Regions from separate parts of the Mus musculus genome. Here region 1 is linked to region 2. Evidence: chromatin contacts called from public promoter capture Hi-C data. All regions are on one chromosome and are shown on one strand. The core of a region is the stretch at or near the end of the contact, and the rest is flanking DNA. Distances in the headings are between cores, read along the strand shown. Region 1 holds the start of Fam168a (family with sequence similarity 168, member A). Region 2 holds the start of Serpinh1 (serine (or cysteine) peptidase inhibitor, clade H, member 1).

The links. Promoter capture Hi-C pulls out the DNA fragments that hold promoters and counts their contacts.
Region 1: a contact with region 2 is called in a promoter capture Hi-C map of liver, with 4 times the contacts expected there. The contact joins the promoter of Fam168a here to the promoter of Serpinh1 in region 2. A contact is called at or near these places in 2 of 39 promoter capture datasets (both in liver).

The regions. Positions count from the first base shown.
Region 1 is chr7:100,702,767-100,708,176 of GRCm38.p6, forward strand. It overlaps Fam168a (family with sequence similarity 168, member A), which reads left to right and starts at 3,869. Exons shown (of 9, transcript NM_001362169.1): 1 at 3,869-4,127.
Region 2 is chr7:99,350,821-99,356,187 of GRCm38.p6, forward strand. It overlaps Serpinh1 (serine (or cysteine) peptidase inhibitor, clade H, member 1), which reads right to left and starts at 2,419. Exons shown (of 5, transcript NM_001111044.1): 1 at 2,233-2,419.

The sequences.
Region 1 (5,410 bases), core at 2,619-5,118, 1.4 Mb after region 2:
TTCAGGCAAAAGCACTCATAGTCAAAAAAAAGAGAAAGAAAGAAAGGAAAGAGAGAGAGAGAGAGAAAGAGAGAGAGAGAGAGAGAGAGAGGAAGGAAGGAAGGAAGGAAGGAAGGAAGGAAGGAAGAAAGAAAGAAAGAAAGAAAGAAAGAAAGAAAGAAAGAAAGAAAAAGTTAAAAGTTAAAAACAGAAAGAAAGAAAATTTGATTCTGTTTTTCTTTTGGCACAGGGTCCATGTAGCCCAGGCTGGCCTTAGACTTGCTATGTAGTAGAAGCTGATCCTGAACTCTGCCCCATTTCTTTCCACCTCCCCATTGTGCTCCTGGCTCTTATTTTATATTTTCTTCTTTGAAATAATGCTTTTCTCTATATAGCCTGACAATGAATTCTCAAGTTTTCTGACATTACTTCCTGGGTTCTGATGTTACAGGCGCATGCCACAAAACCTGGCACTAGAGAAAAGAATCTATTTCACTAGCCTAAAAACACATGAAAAGCTTTCCTTACCATTGGAATAACGGAAAAGGGTCTATCTTGAAGAAAATTCAATTTAGAAAATTAGAGCGGTTGTTGCTCAGTAGAATTAGTATATATGAAGCCCTAAGTTTGATGTTCATCATGGCAAAAAACAAAACCAAAAATTAACCAACGAACCAACCAAATTATCCCCCTCCCCCACCCCCACCTCAGAGACTGGAGAGTCTGTTCTTTCTACCCATCTTCCTGAGGCAAGGTCTCTGTAGTTTCTGCTATGGTGTTTTGTACTCTAGGCTCCTGGGCCCAGGAGCTTCTGGGTGATTTCCCATCTCTGCCTCTCATCTTGATGTGTGAGGGCTGTGCTCACCTCCACATGGGCTTTTTACGTGGTAGGTTCTGGAAATTAAACTTGGGTGTCAGGCTTGCCTAGCTAGTACCTTTCACTGTTAAGCCATCTCTCCAGACCTGCCTGGCAGGGTGGGTGGGTGTGTTGACTTGGGGGGGCGGGGAGACAGGGTTCTGGAACTCACTCTGTAGACCAGGCTGGCCTTGAAACCAGAGACTTGCCTGCTTCTGCCTACCAAGTGCTAGGATTAAAGGCGTGCACCACCAACCACCTGGCTAAAAAATTTTTTTTTTTTTTTTTTTTTAGGTGCAAATACATCCTATTTATTCCACAAACAATGATTTGTGAGGTAGAGTGTTTCAGACCCTTTATCATAATCCTGATCCCTTATCTTCACGTACCGGGAACACAAGGACCTCTGACCTTCAGATTAGAAACCACCAAGATAAGAATTAAGATATGCCCGGCATGGTGGCGCACGCCTTTAATCCCAGCACTCGGGAGGCAGAGGCAGGCGGATTTCTGAGTTCGAGGCCAGCCTGGTCTACAGAGTGAGTTCCAGGACAGCCAGGGCTATACAGAGAAACCCTGTCTCGAAAAACCAAAAAAAAAAAAAAAAAAAAAAAAAAAGAATTAAGATATAAGGAAAATCACTTCGTCTAAAATGAGCTCTATGGAAGGTATACCTTTGGCTTTGGCCTTGAGAATGAGTAGGAAGAGGCAGCTGGGAACATGGCGCATGCCTGGAGAGCCAAGAAAGGCGGGTCAGGCTTTCAAGGCTTTCAGGTCCAGCGTTGGCTATCGAGCCAGTTCCAGTTAAACTTGGGCTATAGGAAACTTTGTCTGGAGCAGAGAGAGAAGGTCCCCGAAAAGAGATAATTTGGGAAGAGAGATTGAGAGCTCCTTGCTAACTTTATGTTCTTCCATAAATTGTAGTTGTGATGGCTAATCTTGTCAGTTTGATGGGATTTAGAATTACTGTGGAAAAACAGATCTCTACGCATGTCGGAGGGATTATCTAGATTAGGCTGACTGAGGTGGGAAGGCTTACCCTAAATATGGGCAGTGCACGGGATGGGGTTCTTAGATGGAATGAAAGAGAGAACAAGCATCTCCCTCTCACGTGACCTGCTCCTGGGGCCTTACTGCTTACACTGATGACGTAATAGTTCTGTGCTATGGCTCAGTGGGAGATTTTACTGTAGGTCTGAGGGAGAGTTCAGCTCGAGGCATCTGGAAGAATCCAGAGCAGAAAGAAGAGTGGTAGAATGAACATGGCCAACAGAATGGACTTGGCTATGAGGTGGGGCAGGGAAAGAAAGAGAAAGAGCTTACCAAGAAAGAGGGGCAAGAGAGAGGAGGCCAAGAGAGCCCAAATATTAGGGTTATAGGATAATGAGAAGCCGGGGGGGGGGGGGGAAGCCCATGAACTGAAGAAATTTAGGGTCATGTTAGAGCCAAGGAGTCTGTAACAGGTTCTTATGAAACTGAGGGATCACTAAGCGGTGCATGGAGGTCAGAATGCTCTTTGGTATGCTAATAGCCAGGCACCACAGGTCACTATTTGTCCTGAATTTCTTTTGGACCTGACACTTATCTTCCCTAAGATAAAACTGTAAATTACAGTAAACCCTTCCTTCCTTCCTTCCTTCCTTCCTTCCTTCCTTCCTTAAATTGCTCTTATCAAGTATTTTGTCTCAGCAACCAGAGAAGTAACTAATACAGTACACAACTACCATTATTTTAATAGTGGGATTTACAGAAAGGTAGACACACAGTCCTGAAACACTGTTTAGGTAAACAAGACCCAAGGAAAGTTTGTAGGTGGGAAATCAAGAGGTTGTTGTATTTGGAATATCTATAGCTGTATCTGTGTGTGTGCGTGCAAGCATGTGTGTGTGTGTGTGTGTGTGTGTGTGTGTGTGTATGCATATGAAATAACCTTTTATGTTTAAAAAACGGTGTGTGCTTCCTTAAACAATTCAGACAGTATAAAAGATAAGAGGAACCTGAAACCTAACAATTCTTTCTTTAAGATAATCACTGATAACATTTTGGAGAATCTCTTCACTGAAATCTTTACGCTTTTATATCCTCGAACTTCAAATAAATCGAACCTGTCTAATCTTGCTGTTTTTGCTATCAATTTGCCCCTCTGACAAGAAATTGTGAAAAGCCTTTCATGTCTAAAGATATTTACCATCATTTTAAATGGCTGCTTAGCATTACGTTGAATACATACATCACTATTTATTAAATCAGCCCTCTATTGATGAATATCTACATCCTTCTCAACTCATATTCAACAACCTCCTATAATAACCGTGGGCATTGTTTTCCAAAAATTTTTGATAATCTTTTTAGATTAAATACTTATAAGTAATGTAAATGTAAACAAATGTGCTTTTTACATGAGGATTTAAGTTGCAGACTTGTCCTCTGATTTTCAGGGATGCCAGGGAAGCTGATGCAGCATTAGTTCTGGCGAGACAGTGACAACGGAGATGGCGAGGAGAGTACAGAATTACAGGTGATGTAGCCAATCTAGGCCCAAGCTCAGTGGGTTGGAATAGTCCTTCCCCTTTTTCTCTCTTTCACTTCTTTTTTTCTTAACATGGAGGAAGGACTGAGAACTGCATGTCCCAGCATTTCGCAAGGACCACACTCCTGGGAACTGTAGTACCGGGTCTGAGAGGGGTCCGGAAGGAGAGAATGGGAAACTGTGTGCGGCATGCTGGGAGGTGTAGTCCCTTGGGCGGAAAAGAGTGCATGTGTAGGTTGTTTTGCTTCATGGAGATGAGGCTGCGGAAATATCCAACTTCCCTCCCAAGAGGCCTTTGAGTTTACAAAAGCCCGTGGGAGTCCATTGTCTGTGACCCAAGAGGGTGCGGTCCAGGACCGGAGCAGGGTTGGGAGAACCAGGCCGCGCAGGGCCGTGGCAGAGCATGCCGGGAGTTGTAGTTCAAGAGCTCGGAGGCTGTGGGACGTGTCGGGACAGCGCGCCGACTCCTCCTCCCCCGCCCTTCTCAGCGGTCCCCCGCCCCCTCCCTCCGCCTCCTCCTCTCTTGCCTGCAGCCGAGCGTCCCCTTCCCCCACTGTCGGGTTTCTCCGCGGCTACTGCAGAGGATTCAGATCTGAGTAGCTGAGGAGAAGGAGGAGGAGGCTCCCGTCCCTGCGCGCCATCCACCACCCTACTGGACACGGACGAGGGAACGAGAGCGTCGCCGCTGTAGCCTCCAGAGAAGACAAGGGCATCGCCGCTTCAGTTGCGGCCGCCGCGGTTTTCGTCTGCAGCAGCTCGCCGGTGAGGAGACCCCCCCTCCGCCCCCCGGCCCGCTCCCGTGGAGCCAGGGCTGGTGGCGCCGGGGAGAACGAGGGTGGGGGCTGTAGGGCCCCCGCGCCGGCTTGGGGGAGGGGACCGAGGTGGCGATGGAACGGCGGGCTGGTGGGGGAGACTTGTCCGTACGCGGGCTGGGAGTGGGGTGAGGGTGGGACAGCAGCAGGTCAGGGAGGGTAGCGGAGGGGGGTGAGGGGGTAGGACTTTACATGGAGGGATAACCAGACCAGGGATAGGAGCATGGGGTGTGTAGGGTATTGAGGTGGAATTTGGGATTGTCTTGGGGCGAGGTGGAAGGTGAGATTGGAGTGGGATGTCTTTTAATGGGGGATGGGACTGAATGAAGGTGATGATTTGGGGTTGGCCTGAAGCAGTTGACAGCTTGTGATCAGAGCGGGGTGGGGGCTAAGGAGATGATTTCAATGCCAGTGGGATATAAACGTTGGATGGGACTCTAGGGAGTGCTAATTTTGGAAGGTGGGACTTGGGGTGGACCTGGGGAAGGAAGATGGAGATGGTAGGAGCTGGGGGTGAGGGCTTTGGCATGGGTTGAGACCCCAGCTTGAAATGGGCTGTTGTCTTCTGGGGATGATGGAATTTGTGAATACTTACGGAAATAGGGCTTGGAGAGAACAGAAGAGGTAGGAATTGTTTGGGGTTTTCTTGAGGTAGGCTGCTGCTGGAGGTTTGAATTTGGACTGGTAGTGATGAGACCTCCAACTACAGGAGATGGATGGATGAGGTAAGCTGACAGGAGGGAGTGAATTGTAAGTTGGGCCCCAAATAGGAAGACAGGGATTGAAATTGGGGATGAGGGCTCAGTGGAAAAGGATTTAGGATGAGTTTAGAGTCTCTGGAAGGAACAAGGTGGCTCCCCTGAGCGGAAGTTGGAGGTAGAGGATATGTCAGACTACTCAGCTGGACTCAACTAAAATAATTCTGGCAGGTGTCGAGCAAGGTTAGTGGATGGTATCATAAAGAAAATGTCTCTCTGCCAGTTTTGCAGAAGAAATGTCTGTGATAAGCTGGTTACCTGTGGTGAGGTGGCAGCGGGGATGGAGTGGGTCAGTTTATTTAGGAAAGGAAGGATTAAGATGTCCTCCAAGACACACCAGAGGTTTAGGGGTTAGAACATTTACATCAGCTGCTTGGGTGAGAGACAGTAATAACAAGACCATTAGAAGGGTCTTCACAGGGGACAGAGAAGGTACATTAAAGATTCTCCTAGAGGATATCTCATGCTATCAATT
Region 2 (5,367 bases), core at 1,169-3,668:
CTAGGGACCTTGAGAAACAGCGCAAAGGCCCTGGAGGGGTTGAGGGGATGGAGGACCACGGCCTCATGGAGGGGATGAGGGAATGAGGACCACAGCCTCATGGAGGGGGCGAGGGGATGGGCACCACAGCCTCACAGCTGCCTGGGGAACAATGTGAGACCTCTCACTCTTAAGAGAGGTAGGATCCGCAAGTCCAGATTGGCTCCTTCCTCACTAGACCTCAAAGACAGGGGGACCATGTAACTCATGGTACACTCACAAATGAGAGTGAAGCAGTGAAATGATCCATGATGGGAAATATCATATCAACAGGCACGTGGCCACCCTCCTCAAAGGACCACTAATCCAGCAGAGGCCACCAGCCTGCCTAAGGAAGGGAAACCTAACCCTGCCACGTGGCACCCACCATCTTGACAGCCCCCACGCTCAGCCAACCAGGGGCTGGGAGGGGCTTCTCCAAAAAGCTCCAAATGACTAGTTAGGGATTCCTCTGGCAGCCGCAAGGCCCCTGGTGACGTGGCAGGCAAAAGCTGCTTTATCTCCATAGGCCAGCCGAGGGTAAGAACCTGGAGGCCTGGCTTGGGAACCTGGGGTGAGGAGGATTTGCCGGGGGAATCCAGGAGCCTCAGGGGTTTTAGTTTTACAACTGTGCCTCAAAAATCTGAGGGGGCAGGCAGGGCTGGGGAGAAGGGCCACCCCGTTAAGCCCAGCATTAGGGATGAAAGTAGGCAAGTCTCTGCAAGCAAGCCAACCTCCCGCAGCCCATCTGCACAGGCAAGCCCAGCCCATCTGCCACAGGGAAACGCCAGCCCTCCGGCCAAGGTTAGACATTTTACAGTACCATCAAAACAAAACCAAAAAAATATAAGATATCACAGAGCCAAAGGCCGTGTCCACCACTGGGCCAGGGAGCCTGTGATGGGAAGCCTGTAAGGGGAGCAGATGCCAGGAGGCAGGGAGGAGCACCAGGGGGTTTCTCAGACACTTGGTGGGTCTAAAGTACCTTGAAAGGGCCTCAGAGGGAGATCATTGCCTGCCTTTTTCATTCTGAAAGAAAACAGAAGAGTGAAGAAATGGGAACCCCTAGAGACGTGGGGAGCAGAGGCCGGTCGGGCCCAGTCCCCAGTGGGTACCCGGAGTAAGGAGGTGGATGACCTCTTTTGCAGAGGCAGAAACCAGGGCCCAGCTTGGGCCTCTTCGGCTCAAGCAGGTCAGGCTTTCTCCCGGGGGCTCTGCCTTCAGCAAAGCTCCCAGGCCGACCACTGTGGAGTCCTGTTACACAGCAACCCACTACAAAAACACCTCGGCAGGGAATCCTCGGAGAGAGACAAAGGACCAGACGGAAATGGGGGATGGGTACAGAACTATCAGAGAGTAGGGTGTGGCCTCGGCCTTACTTCCAGGCAACCAAAGCCCCCAGTTTTCCAAGGGCCTCCATGCGTGCCCTGGATGCCAAAGGGCCCAGAAGGAAGCACAGGAAGTTGATAGCTAGGCCGTTAGACCATACAGGGAATGGATGCCTTCTTCCTTTCGTCTGGAGGCTCAGGAATGTCCCCCAAGCTGGAGGCAGGATACCTCAAAGCCTCAGAGGAAGTCCTCGCCCTGCAGGAACCAGATGGGTGGACGGAAGGACCAGGGTGACTCAAGTCACCCAGGGCCTGTGGACCCTGACGACACCCCTTTCGGGTGAGGTGAAAGCAGAACTAATTGGTCAAGTCCGGCCACCTTCCACATAGGATACTGATTAAAAAGCGACTGCTCCCCAAAGCAAGGGGGTCCTTAACAGCTAGAGATGAGACACCAAGTCTACACCTCTTGTGCTAGGTTCAGAGGCCCCTACACAGCCTGTGGGGAGGTTGGTCTGGGATCAATCACTGCGGGTCCCTGGGCCTCCACTCCTGAGTTAGGGACTGCAGAGCTGGCCCTTCCCCGTGGACGATGGGACAGTCAGGTCTTTCCCCTCCCCTCTCAGTTGTGCAGAAGGTCACCAGCATTTAGTCCCAGCTCTACGCATTCCCTCTCACCACCTTTAACCTTCCCCGAGCTGAGACTTCTCCGTACTTTACCAGGCAGTCCGCGTACTAGACCGCAGCTCCAGGGAACCCAGGCAAGTGACAGTTCCAAGTCCGATCTTTCACTGCCCACCTGTGTCAGGACCCCAAGCTTTGGAGCGATCCGTTCCCCCTTGGCCAATGCGCAACCCCAAATCGCCCGGCCGCTCCCGCCCCTCACCTGGGCCGGGCTGGGCTGCTCCGGGACCGACAGGGCAATCGCTCCTCAGACAGGCTCTGCTCAGCTCACTGCCCCGGGCCCTGGATCTATATATGGCTGGCCCCACCCCCTCCTGCCTGTCCCAAGAAACTTCTGGAAAGTTGGAAACGCTTCCGGAGGGCGCCGTGGCTCGGAGAGGAGAAAAAAAGCCAAAGACCTCCCCCAAACCACCCTGGCTCCCGCCCCTGTGCCTGCGGGCTCTCTCCCAGCCCCTGGGTCCTACTGCCCCCTCGCCCTACTAGGTAGAGGGGACTCTCCTCCCGCACCAGCTAGACCTTGGGAGCCAGGGCATTCTTGGGATTCCGCGGTCCTGGACGTGGAAAAGCAGGGTTTAGACTCGAGAGTGAACTGAAGGCAGACAGGCTCCAAAGTCCTGCGCTCGGGGACTGGAGTTGTCGTCTTCTCGGGGTTGCCCACACAAGCCTGCTCTGATCACATATCCCTTCTGCCCCACATGACCCTGCTCTGCCCCAGTAGATCCATTGCCTACTGTTATCAAGCTTTAATCAGGGACCCCTGATGCTACTCCTTAGTCAGGGGCCCTCTCCTTTGCCTTAGGAAAAAGTCAGAGGCAGGGGTCCCTCTCCAAACCAGGGTTCACCCTTGAAACATCCCTGGGGAGGAGAGGCCCTGAGAATTCTAGCTGGACCCTCACCCTGGCAACCAAGTCTTGAACTGATTTCAGACAGACACCTAGGTGGTTCCACTGGACATGAAGTAGTATACAGCAGGGAACATCCTGGATGAATTAAATACAGCATTGTGTGACTTTCCTTCTGGGCCAGTACCCTTGGTTGATGTTAAGTCCTAACTGCCCCTTTCTCCGTCTCAAATGGGTCATCCCTGCTATCTCCTTCCCTCCCTCCCTATCTCCATTGCCTCTTGGGGCTCAGGGTCTCACTATCTCAGGCTCTCCCGCCCCACCCCACCTCTTACACTGAGATAGCTTCTTGAGCCCTGAGTTAACTGATAGTATTCTTTACTATTCTAGTGTCATGCACAAATCTGCACAACTGGGCAAAGTCCCTGCCTTCAGGACCTCCTTTGTGAGGGGTGTGTGCAGCTAGTGGGGAATTCAGTAGGTGAGGCCTGTTGTTTTAGGATCCTCCTATCTTCTGATAGTGGAATGACAGACAACAGATGGACATCACTAGAGAGGAGGTGGAGTGAGAGGCTTTTCCCCCTCTTTTCAGTGCACTGGGGCTGGAACCCAGATCCTCAGGAAAACCAGGAAAGAAAGCATCCTGCCACTGAGCCCCAGCCCCAGCCCCAGAGAGACCCTGTATGCATTCACTCACATTCAATCAACAGACTCATAAGTATTTTCTTTCTCCCAGATGCAGAGCCTGTGGAACAGATGTATCCTTGCACTCAGCATCCCAAAAGATGAGTTCTCTGCAGTTATAGAGAACAGTGGGGGAGGGAATGGACCCCCAGCCTTCCCCACTTCGGGCTGAGGGAAATATTAGATCCTAATAGACTTAGACCCCAATCAAAGGATCAGAGAGTATACGGATTTGCAAGTGACTGCCACAGATGATAATATCATTCAGAAGCCCCACAACGTCTTTGAACTTCGTGAAGGAATCTTAGCTTGGTAGGATCTCAGAGTCAAAGGTCTTGAGAAGAAGAAAAAAAAAATCATGGTACCAGGCCTAGCGTCACATGCCTGATGGCCCAGGATGCTGGAGACACTGGGTCAAGGTAAACCTAAGGTAAACGCTTAGGACTTCGTCCCTATCTGCAAACTTAGTATCCTTATGAATGTCCCCCAAAGGCAAGGGCCTGCCTCTCTCTAAGAACAGTGACCTGGCAGCCGCTATTGTTTTGTAGAACAGATCTGATCTTGAGCAAACTTTGTAGGCAAAAGGAGGGCGGTATCCATCTTTGTGGTGGCTGATTCTCCTTCCCGTCCTCCTGCATCCTCTATGTACTGCTTATGTGAATAAATCTTTGCTAGGAAAGGATTCCACCTAGATTCCAGACCCCCTTTCTATTATCATCCTCGTCTTGGCTCTTGGGGTCTTCTGGAATTCAGTTGGTAGGCTGTGAGCTGAAGGAGCAGTGTGCATCCAAGCTGGGGGTGGTGGTGGTGTGGAGGTTTGCTGGGTTATCCACAGGTCTAGTGTAAAAATCCCTTACAGCCCCACCCCCACTTCGCTCTGCTCTCCCATCTGCCAGCATCCAGGCCTCCATTGAAAGCATCCGGGCTAGCACTGGGAGGGGATGCTAAGAGAACTATGACTTTCCTGTTTTGCAGAGGGTAAACTGAGGCTCCCTGTGTTAGACAAATCCAGATCCCTCGTAGGAGTGAAAGAGTAGAGTAGAGACGGAAGCCCTCCATTTGCAGTCAGTGGAGCTGAATCCGGGAGCCGGGTGGGTGTAGGGCTGGGGCCCTCCTGCAGCATCACAGAACCCTTGTGTAGCTCACCTGGCCAGAAGCCTCCTCCATGCCTGTTGGGCTGCTGTGCCTCCTGGGTGTCTAAGCTATCTCACCCAGATTGTTAGTGAAAGTCACTGGGGACTTTGAAAGGGTGGGAGAGGTCTCACCCTCCTCCCTCTGAGTCCCTAACTCCCAGCCCGGGGTCTGGCATAAAAGAAGGTAGCGGGTGGAAGCCTTAGCCGGGCCAACGACGGACACGTGGGAATCGGCTGACTCAATCTCCTTAGAAAAGAAAAGGCCATGGCTCCTTTAAATTTCCAACATCAGCAAAAAAATGTCGAGAGCCTTGGCCACATTATTCTTAGCTCGGAGCCCAGCCCCAGACACTGGAGCCCTTCCCCCACTCTCCAGGCAGCTTGCTCCAGAGAAAGCCTCTTTTGAAGGGAGTGGGAGGAGATTCAAACAGGTCCAGAAACTCTCTGGTGTTTCAGGCCTGGATTCCTTTAGTGTCTGCAGCTCTGCTCCGGCCACCCTGTCCTGCCTAAGGGTAGGAGCCTAGCTTGGCGTTCTCAAGGTCCAGGAGCATGGCAATGGGAACCAGAACTCCCTCCAGTCCGCTCCATCCACACTTGCCAGAAAGGAATACTGAGCCCCAGGGTATTTTGCCTCGGGTCTCACAGCATGGCTGAGCTGGAGCTGAGCTGGAGACCACA